3 separate regions of the Sus scrofa genome follow, and regions 1 and 2 are each linked to region 3. The links are chromatin contacts, called in public Hi-C and HiChIP or PLAC-seq maps. All regions are on one chromosome and are shown on one strand. The core of a region is the stretch at or near the end of the contact, and the rest is flanking DNA. Distances in the headings are between cores, read along the strand shown.

Region 1 (2,811 bases), core at 126-2,625, 180 kb before region 3:
TCAATAGTGCTTCTCAAAACTGACATGTGGGGACCTGTCTCCCACTTTAAGACCCCTTCACATCGTGCCGTCTGTCCTCCCAGCTCCCTGCTTAGAAGCTCTCTTATTGTCAATCAGGATTTCTCACAGCTGTCAGGAAGCCAGATAAAACTCTCCACTTTGGCAAGGGTCCTTTAAGCCCACATCCCACAGCTCAGCCGAGCAAAACAGAAGACCAGCAGGGTGGGGGTTCCATCAGAAGTTGGCTTCAGGCAAAAAAAACAAAAACAAAAAACAAACAAAATGCAGTAACCAGCCACAGTTGTGCATTTTCTGCCCAATAATGCATGCAGCGTTAAACAAGTTTTTTGGGGAGGAGGGGGATAAGAGAAGGGGGAGGTGGAATATGAAATTACTTTTTTCCTCCTATTTTCTGCTGTCATTCCCCTGCTCCAACTACCATGTCAAAAATCATATTTAAATGACATTAGATGTGGGTTCTACCCTCCAAGCAAAGCAGGAGGGGGGAAGTACAGGCAGGGAGTAATTTAAGGAGTACCAACTAAGTGGCAAGCAGGTTGTGACACCTTACTCAAATATCACATCCCCACAAGATAGGTCTGGTCATTCCCTGTTGACTTGTCAAGAACCAGCAGCTCGGAGATTTGCAAAAACCATCCCTCCTACAACAGAGAGAGGGGCATATCCCCTCTGGGCTCCTCCGGACATCTTTTTCTTTTCCTTCACCCTGATTTCCAGGATCAGCAGACCCAGGCCAGCAAAGGCTAGCTGGAGCGGCCCCCAAATTCTGACCAAGGCGCCAGCAGGAACAAAAGGTACAAAGGGAGCCGGGGGCCTTTGTAATCACGATTCCTGCTAGGAAACCACTTCTTGTGTTTCTCTGAGGCTGATTGATACACTGGGAGCAGGAAACCCATGAGAAAGTCCCTTTCCCTCTCAAAATTGAGAGCTTCCAGTGGGCTCTGCAAATGTGCCAAGACCCTCCCTCCCTCAGCTTTCCATGGTAAAGGCCTGCGTGGGGCAGGAAGCAAGCCTGCCAAGCTCTGTCCTCAGCTAAATGCTCCCTAGCCAGGCACCGGTTCCCAGGCCACTGCCAGGCTCTGTAGTCCTTTCTGAAGGCCGTGGGCCGTGATGAATATGTGAGAAAAACAAACATTTGTCCTAGGGTTTGGGAAAAAAGGGAAGGGACGCTTGGAGAGAAACTCCCACAAGCAGGCCTGGGAAACCCCAGGGGTCTAATTGAATGGGTTTAAAATAGTAAATATGAAATCTAAACCCAGATGGTGCTTTTTTTCCCAAAGGAAGCAAACCACTCATTAAGCCGATTCCTTCATAGCAGATCACCTTAAAAACAACGAGAAGCAAACCTCCCCCCACTGCTATCCTGTTGCCAAAGTCCCTTTTTGATCACACAGCTGAGCAGACAGGAGCCAGGGGCCAAGGGAGGTCACTGGGAGGAGGGAGTGGATTTCTCCCCAATTTGCTCTGATCATACTGATAATTTCGTAGCAGGCCGTATTAGGGGTAGTGTTAGCTCCTTCTGGACCCTGGGTTCCTTCTCAAAATCCTTCTCTGAATAGGATGCCCAAAGGAAAAGAGAAATGAAAGTAGTAGCCAGTGGCCCAGAGACATCCAACAAGGCAAGTCCAGGGATGAGAGGAACCAATGAATGAAGGAAGCAAGCAATGCCTTCATCACACTTGCCCCACCTAGTTCAAGCTGCCCTGGCTTGAAGTCCTCCAATAGGAAAGATGAGCAGGACCCCAAAAGGGGAGGCCAAGCAAGATCACCCCAAATCATGGAGACCCACTTGTTAACTTTCACCTTGTTCCTGCTTATTGACTTACTCTTGGGCATGCAGGGGCCACTGGCAAGATGGACACAGCAAAGACAGACCTGAGATACCCCCAATTCGAGGACTCCCCCAGGAGGCCTTAGGCTGGACCACACTGCAACCCTGGACCCCTTAAATACACCATATTCACCAAGTCTAAGACACTGTCTATAGTAAGATGCCCCATTGTTTTAGAGACTACTAAAAAGAAAAAAAAAAAAATGCCACCATTGAGACCATGACATGCCATCAATTTTGAGAAGCAGACTGGATTTCAGTGATGTTAATATGCAAAAAAAAAAAGAGCATCTTAGAATCAATGAAATACATTAATAGCTGACACTTACTGGGAACATAGCCAGTGCCAGGCCTCCTGCCAAATGCTTCCTAGGGATTATCTCATTCACTCCCTGCAACTGTAATTATCCCCATTTTTCAAATGAGGAAAGCAGATCTTCCAGAGCTGAATTAATTTGCCCCATATCACTCAGTGTGTCCAGGATGCACCCTCAGGACTGGCTGAATCCAGAACCCGAGCACTCACACTTGAGGGATTCCCCAGGATAGATCATGAAAATAGACATTTGCAGCCTTCACCCCCCTGAGTTTCTGATTCATTAAGTTTCAAGTGCTATTGATAAAACTGCATTTCGTTCAAGCATCCGGGCCATTCCCAGGAAGGTGGTCCAGGCATCATGCTGGCAAACCTGAAGGAAGTCTGTATGTCCAGGTTCAGCAATATTAATCCCGGGTACCACCAGGGAATACCGAGTGCCAGCAAACACCACTTGATTTCTTTGGGGCATAGCTTATAGCAGATGAGGTGTAGTAAATTCAGTGGCCTATGGCCTTTTAAGAATATCTACTCTTAATACCTTGAGAAAATTATTCCATTCTGGTAAACCAGCCCATGCACAGTTGACAAGCACATGGCCATTCCCAAATCAAGGTCCTACCCAACATCTGAGGGTTGGCAT
Region 2 (2,812 bases), core at 69-2,568, 230 kb before region 3:
CATCCCAAATCACTGGAGCCTGGAAAGGAAGGAGAAAAGATTTATCCATAGACTCCTAAAGACAATGGCTCCGTTCAGTAAGGTGAAATCCACTAAACCAGGTTTCATCATGCATCTAAACTCCAAGTGAGGGGTTCCCATCATGGTGCAGCAGAAATGAATCCAACTAGGAACACTGAGGTTGCAGGTTAGATCCCTGGCCTTGCTTGGTGAGCTAAAGATCCAGCATTGCTGTGAGCCATGGTGAAGGTTGCGGACTTGGCTCAGATCCCAAGTTGCTGTGGCTGTGGCATGGCCCAACAGCGACAACTCTGATTTGACCCCTAGCCTGGGAACCTCCATATGCCGTGGGTGCGGCCCTAAAAAGACCAAAAAAAAAAAAAAAAAAAAAGGTAAACTCCAACTGGAGACTTTCACTCCCAGTAAAACTGACTTACTCCTGGGAGTTCCCTGGTGGTCTAGTGGTTAAGGTTCAGTGCTTTCACCACTGCAGCCTGGGTTCAATCCCTCCTCTGGGAACTGAGATCCCACATCAAGCTACCGCACATGTGGCAAAACAACAACCACCACCATAACTAACCTCCTCCCAACATGAAAACTCTGCAGCCCAAAGTCAGAGCTCCCAGCCTCAAAGTCCTAAAGCCCTTGTGTTGAATACTATCTCTAACTGCTTAGTCAGTTAAGTCTCAGATATTCACTGTAGCTGAGACAGTTTCCTCCGTTGCAAAATGGGACTTAAGTACCCAACTCATATTGTCCAGAAGATTAAATGAGACAAAACATAGGCATTCTCTGGGACATGGTAGAGGCCCAACAAATGGTAATACTACCTCCTCTTCCCCGTCACGCTGTAATTGATGGGCTTCCCTCCTGCTAAGAAAGGCTCATTCAACCTCTTCCTGGTTCTTTCTCCTACTCCCCAGCCCATTCCCACCCTCTGATGTCTTCTCCTTCCCAAACCAACAAGTCCCAGGATCTAAGCCTCCAAGTATCAGTCAGCACCAACTCAGCCCATGGCATATGGCCCCGCGCAATCTCCCCATGACCTCATCCAGTTGGATTGCTATTTTTATAGGCTGGTATTAAGAAGCATAAGTCAGGAATGTTATATACACTGTCACGCTGGGTATTCTCAGGCCTGCAACGCAGAGGGAGCGTTCCTAGAATTTTATGGTACCACACAGGGGCCTCTACCCTCCACTTGCGACCCCATGCTCCCTGGGGCCCAGAGGAAAGCAGTGCAGGGCTCCTCGCCCCATGCTGCCCTCTCTCCTCCATGCTGGCCAACCAAAAATTCCCTGCCCTGCACAGTCAAGCAACAGCATAGCTCTGAGACAGAGAGAGAGAGGAGGTTGCCAGAGGAAATCGGAGCAGTGCAAGGGTCCCTCACATTCTACCACAGAAGAGTTTGTGGGTTGAATCCATAAACTAAGAAGCGGAGTTGCCTGTCCTGACAGGCAACCCTGTTCCTCTACACGCAGGAACTCTGAGCATCCCATGAAGAGGGACTGGGAACACCAGTCTTCCTATCCTCCAACTTCCCACTGAGGGAAAAAGCAATGATTTCACAGCTGTTGGACATGTAACTGAATGGTCAAGATGGCCATAAATCATCTGTGTAAATTATGACTATAAGCCATGGTTTTATTGTTTCGTAATTCCCAAAAGCAGAAGAGAAAAGCAAAGGAAAGATGTAAGCACTAACATGGGAGAGGATGGACAGCACCACTGGCCCTTCATCATTCTCCCTCCCCTATACAAACACACACACACACACACACACACACACACACACACACGGAATCGCACTGCTTTCTTTTGCTTATTACATCAACTTCTGACTCTCAGTCACTCAGTAATTTGCTGTCATCCGCTGTGGTTTTCTTCGTGGTAACGGCAATTCCTTGAGAACAAAATCAGCGTGAAAGTCTCTCTTCTTCCTCCCCAGCAACCACCCGGCTTTGCCTCTCGCATGCCCCATCTTGCCACCTCTCCTGCTCTGCTCCTTTTCGTCTCTCTCCCCTCACCTCTCACCTGGTTAGGAACTGTCCTGGAAGAGAAGGGACAGTCACCAGTGTCTGAACTTGAGGAGCAAGCCCTATGCCCTCCCACACAATGAATGGAAGCAAGGCCAAGGTGGCAGACATGCTCACCATCCCTCAAACGCTGGCGTGATGCCAGGTGTATGTGAGGAACCGGCTTAGATGGAACACACGGATCCGTCTCAGCTCTTTGCCCTTTCCCTTACCCATGTGGCAGAACAACTTCAAAAAAAAATGAAAGGGAGTTCCCTTTGTGGCTCAGTGGTTAACAAACCCAACTAGTATCCGTGAGGTTGCGGGTTCTATCCCTGGCCTCACTCAGTGGGTTAAGGATCCGGCATTGCCATGAGCTGTGGTATAGGTCACAGACGTGGCTCAGATCCCACATTGCTGTGGCTGTGGTGTAGGCTGGCAGCTATAGCTCCTATTAGACTCCTAGCCTGGGAACTTCCATATGCTGTGGGTGTGGCCCTAAAAAAAAAAAAAAAAGACTTGATCCCAGTCTGAGGTTCCAAGAACTCAGAGCACCTCAAAAAAAAAAAAAAAAAAAGAACATTCACAACCACATTCAACTTTTGAAAAATGCGAATCAAACCCATCCATTGACCCATAAGAGGACTACAGAGGCTGACTACACCGTCCTATTTCTCTGCTGTGCTCCACATGGTGTTCACTTAATCTGGGTAACAGGCAAGCTCACACAGATCGGAGCCCTAGAGAGGACCAATGTATCTCTTATTAAAATAAAAAAATGAGGAAAGGAATGACAA
Region 3 (3,025 bases), core at 346-2,845:
TTAAAATACCCAGGGATTTGGAAGAGCAGCAAGAAACCTACTCTCTGGGTGACAGTCCTTCAAAGATTCTTGTAGCATGTCTAGTACATGCCAGACACTACACTACAAGCTGGGGGTGTAGTGATGACCGCAGGCAGTTTGGTTTCTGCTGTCAAGGTGCTTACAGCCTGATGGGAGAGGCCCGCACCTACAGAAGGGTCACGCTAACCAGTGCATAATTGCAAAGTGAGATCAGTGTTAGGAAGAAAGAATGCAACGCTGGGAGAGCCATTCCCTAAGGAGGTTAGAGTTGAGTTGAAAAATTTGATAAGGGAAGAAATCTGTCGTTCACCAATTATTAGGGCTGGACATTCTCTCTCTCTCTCTCCTCTCTCTCTCTATGAGGAAACTGGGGCCCAAGAGAGCTAAAAGGCTTGCCCAAGGTCAGAGCTAATTATAGAAACCAGCAATTCCAATACCTGATCTCTTCCTGCGAAATCACATGGATTGTATTTATATCCCAGCTATAGATTATCTCAGTACCAATAAAACACAGAATATTGAGTTGAAACCACATCTCTCAAGACCACAAGCATAAATAATGATCGTGTTTTAATGTAGATGATACCTTTTTATTTTGCAAATCCAAAGAGTTCTCATCAAAATCCATGACAGCTTGTTTTCTGTAAGAATGCGAAGGCCATAACCCTGTCTGAAACGCACTGGCAAATTTCTCTAACCGAGCAATGCTAATTTGGGCGTGAGCTGTGTGTTCAGGCTGACTGCAAGCTCCAGCTGGGGTTTCAGCTCTGCACAGGGCGATTGGGTGGCTCTTTGCTGTTTCACGGCAAGAATCTTTCCCTGGACTCCCGGAAGCCTCTGGGGAATTTATCGCAACCGAAGTGTTCTCGCCAGTGTGTGCATGCGCTGCATGGTGAAACATTCTTTGGAGAAGAGAATCCACTTACAATCCGTGCGTGTGAGCGTAAAAGCGCCGCGCAGGGACAGGAAAGACTCGCGGCGGAGCACACTCTGACCCGAGGTTACCTCTGGGGAGGGGCTGATATGGGAAGGGGGATGTTATACGGTCTTCTTACTCTAGATATGCCTGGGCTGTATAAAAATTGTACACAAGGACGTATTCCTCATTTACATATTTAATACATATGTGTTAATTTTTAAAAAGAAGATTAAGCAAACATCTCAGAACAACAAAGGTGCGTCTCTGCAGAGAGTAGCAGCTTTTCTCCTGGATGTGACTGTCTATTCCAGAAACCTCAGAATATCTCGCCCTACCCATGGAACTGATGATGGAAACGTGCTCTCCAGGGCTTCGCAGCGGATGATTAGGAAAGTTGGAGGCGCCTCGAGGGTCATGGCACTTGCGGCTCGCGCCCCCCTAACCCGCATGTTTAGGGAAGTCTAGACTTGGCAGCGTGAGCAGCTCCCGACCCCAACCGCCTTAGCGGGTGCTGATGCGGGAAGGTGCGGCCGCGGCGGGGCGGGGCAATCCGAGTCGGCACCCCACGTCTCCGCTCCCGCCCGCGCCCGGCTGGCCCCGCCCGTTTCGCCCCCCGCCTGCGCCCCGGGCGCCTGGCCCGCCCCCTCCCCTCCGCGCGCAAAAGAACCTCGAGACGCCGCGCTTGGCGGCGGTTGCGGGCGGGGGCCGGGCGAGGGAGGGGGCTGGCCCGAGCCGCCCGACTCTGCAGTTGTCTCTCGAGCGCGGGCTGCGCAGCCCGAGCCTTTGGCTGGGTAAGCACTAGCCGTTCGCTCCCGGGCCGGCTCCTCCAGGCGCTCGCAGGCATGCAGCCCGGGAGCAGGCGGCGCGCCCCGGGCCGCTGCTGAGCCGGCCGGGGCGGCGGGGACCAGCGCCTGCCGAGCCCCTCCCACTTTGCCCCGGGGCCGAACAGCGGCGCCCCGGCAACCCCTCTTCGCCCGCAGCCCTGTCAGCGCCACCCCCCCGAGGGCTGCAGGGGCTCATGCAGCCGCCAAGGTAAGCGCGGGCCAGGAGCGGGGCGGACCCGGCTCTGACATCCCTGAGGCGCCGCCACCACTTGCCCGGGCTACGGCACGGCTTTGGTCTTCCCCAACCCCGCGTCTCATCTTGCTCCCATCTTGCCCAGATTTGAGCTTTGCTAAGCCTGATCGCTTTAGCTCTTGGCAGCAGCAAAGTTTTTGTGGTTTGGTATTTGCTCTTTTTTCCTAAAATGCTCTCCCCGGGCAGCCTGCAGCGCTCGTGGTTGGGCAGACCCGGCGAATGTGTGTACCACTGTGCGCGTGCTGGGAGCTCTCTTTCTCCCGCGGCCACCTCCTCATTGGGCGGTCGCTACGTCCAGCCCGCGGAGCCTGGGACAGGGAGAGCCACCGGGCTGTGCCGCTGTGAACCCGCATTGGCCCGACTCTCCCGGGCCCTCTCCTCCAGCTTCTGGCCCAACTGCCTAGCCAGCTGCAGAGCCGCTGCTCTAGGGCTTGCCCCGGGGGCATCGGCGCTGCGCACTGTTTGGGCTTGGGTCTCCAATGGTCCTTTGCCTGGGAGCGCAGGTGCGCAGGAAAGTGAGGGACTTGTGTTGAGTGCTTAAGGGATAGGAGTCGCGAGTGGCCCTGGCGTTTCTAAGTGAACAGGTGGGCCCAGAGGGCTGGGCACAGCAACAGTTACGTGCCTGGCTCAAGCAGTGGCTCATCCCAGGAACAAGCTGGGGCAGTGGGACAGGTGTATTTGGGGGGAGGACTGATGGGGACACTAGTGTGCAATTCTTGATTGCATCCTGTTAATGTAATTGCATTAGATTTGCTCGGAGGTAGAATCAATATCCCTAAATTGAGATTTTTTTTTTAATGGGCGCCTGCGAGCTGCTATTATGTAGTGTGGTTTCGGAAGGCGTTGGAATGTATTTATTTTATAAATCGGGTGTCTTGAGGACCGATTAGGGGAAATCGCGCCATCTAGCGGAAATGATACATTGAGCGTTTCTTTTAGGCCACGAAGTTGGGTGTTCTCAAAGTAGGAGACTCCGGCTCGAGGTGGGGAGGCAGGCACTTGGCTGCC

Evidence for each region. Hi-C and Micro-C count contacts between places; a contact is called where the count stands out from the background. HiChIP or PLAC-seq counts read pairs in DNA pulled down with a chosen protein or histone mark.
Region 1: a contact with region 3 is called in a Hi-C map of brain, with 5 times the contacts expected there. The contact joins the enhancer-like site here to the promoter of RGMA in region 3. A contact is called at or near these places in 3 of 47 Hi-C or Micro-C datasets (brain, embryonic fibroblasts and heart right ventricle) and 1 of 2 datasets of contacts at active chromatin or transcription factors (skeletal muscle).
Region 2: an H3K27ac HiChIP or PLAC-seq map of skeletal muscle shows a contact between it and region 3. The contact joins the enhancer-like site here to the promoter of RGMA in region 3. A contact is called at or near these places in 6 of 47 Hi-C or Micro-C datasets (embryonic fibroblasts, epiblast stem cells, fetal skeletal muscle and 2 more) and 1 of 2 datasets of contacts at active chromatin or transcription factors (skeletal muscle).

The regions. Positions count from the first base shown.
Region 1 is chr7:85,740,121-85,742,931 of Sscrofa11.1, forward strand. The region is part of intron 1 of LOC106504492 (a long non-coding RNA gene); the gene reads left to right. Among named protein-coding and RNA genes, the nearest start is that of RGMA, 180 kb to the right of the region's middle. Within about 2 kb of position 1,376, at least 15 of the 83 cell types and tissues checked have an H3K27ac peak or open chromatin away from gene starts, as enhancers often do. A contact at or near this core is called in brain and skeletal muscle, where this site is marked.
Region 2 is chr7:85,685,358-85,688,169 of Sscrofa11.1, forward strand. No RefSeq gene overlaps it. Among named protein-coding and RNA genes, the nearest start is that of RGMA, 230 kb to the right of the region's middle. Within about 2 kb of position 1,319, at least 5 of the 83 cell types and tissues checked have an H3K27ac peak or open chromatin away from gene starts, as enhancers often do. A contact at or near this core is called in fetal skeletal muscle and skeletal muscle, where this site is marked.
Region 3 is chr7:85,919,929-85,922,953 of Sscrofa11.1, forward strand. RGMA (repulsive guidance molecule A) reads left to right here and starts at 1,596. Exons shown (of 4, transcript XM_001924865.4): 1 at 1,596-1,972. The coding sequence starts at 1,959.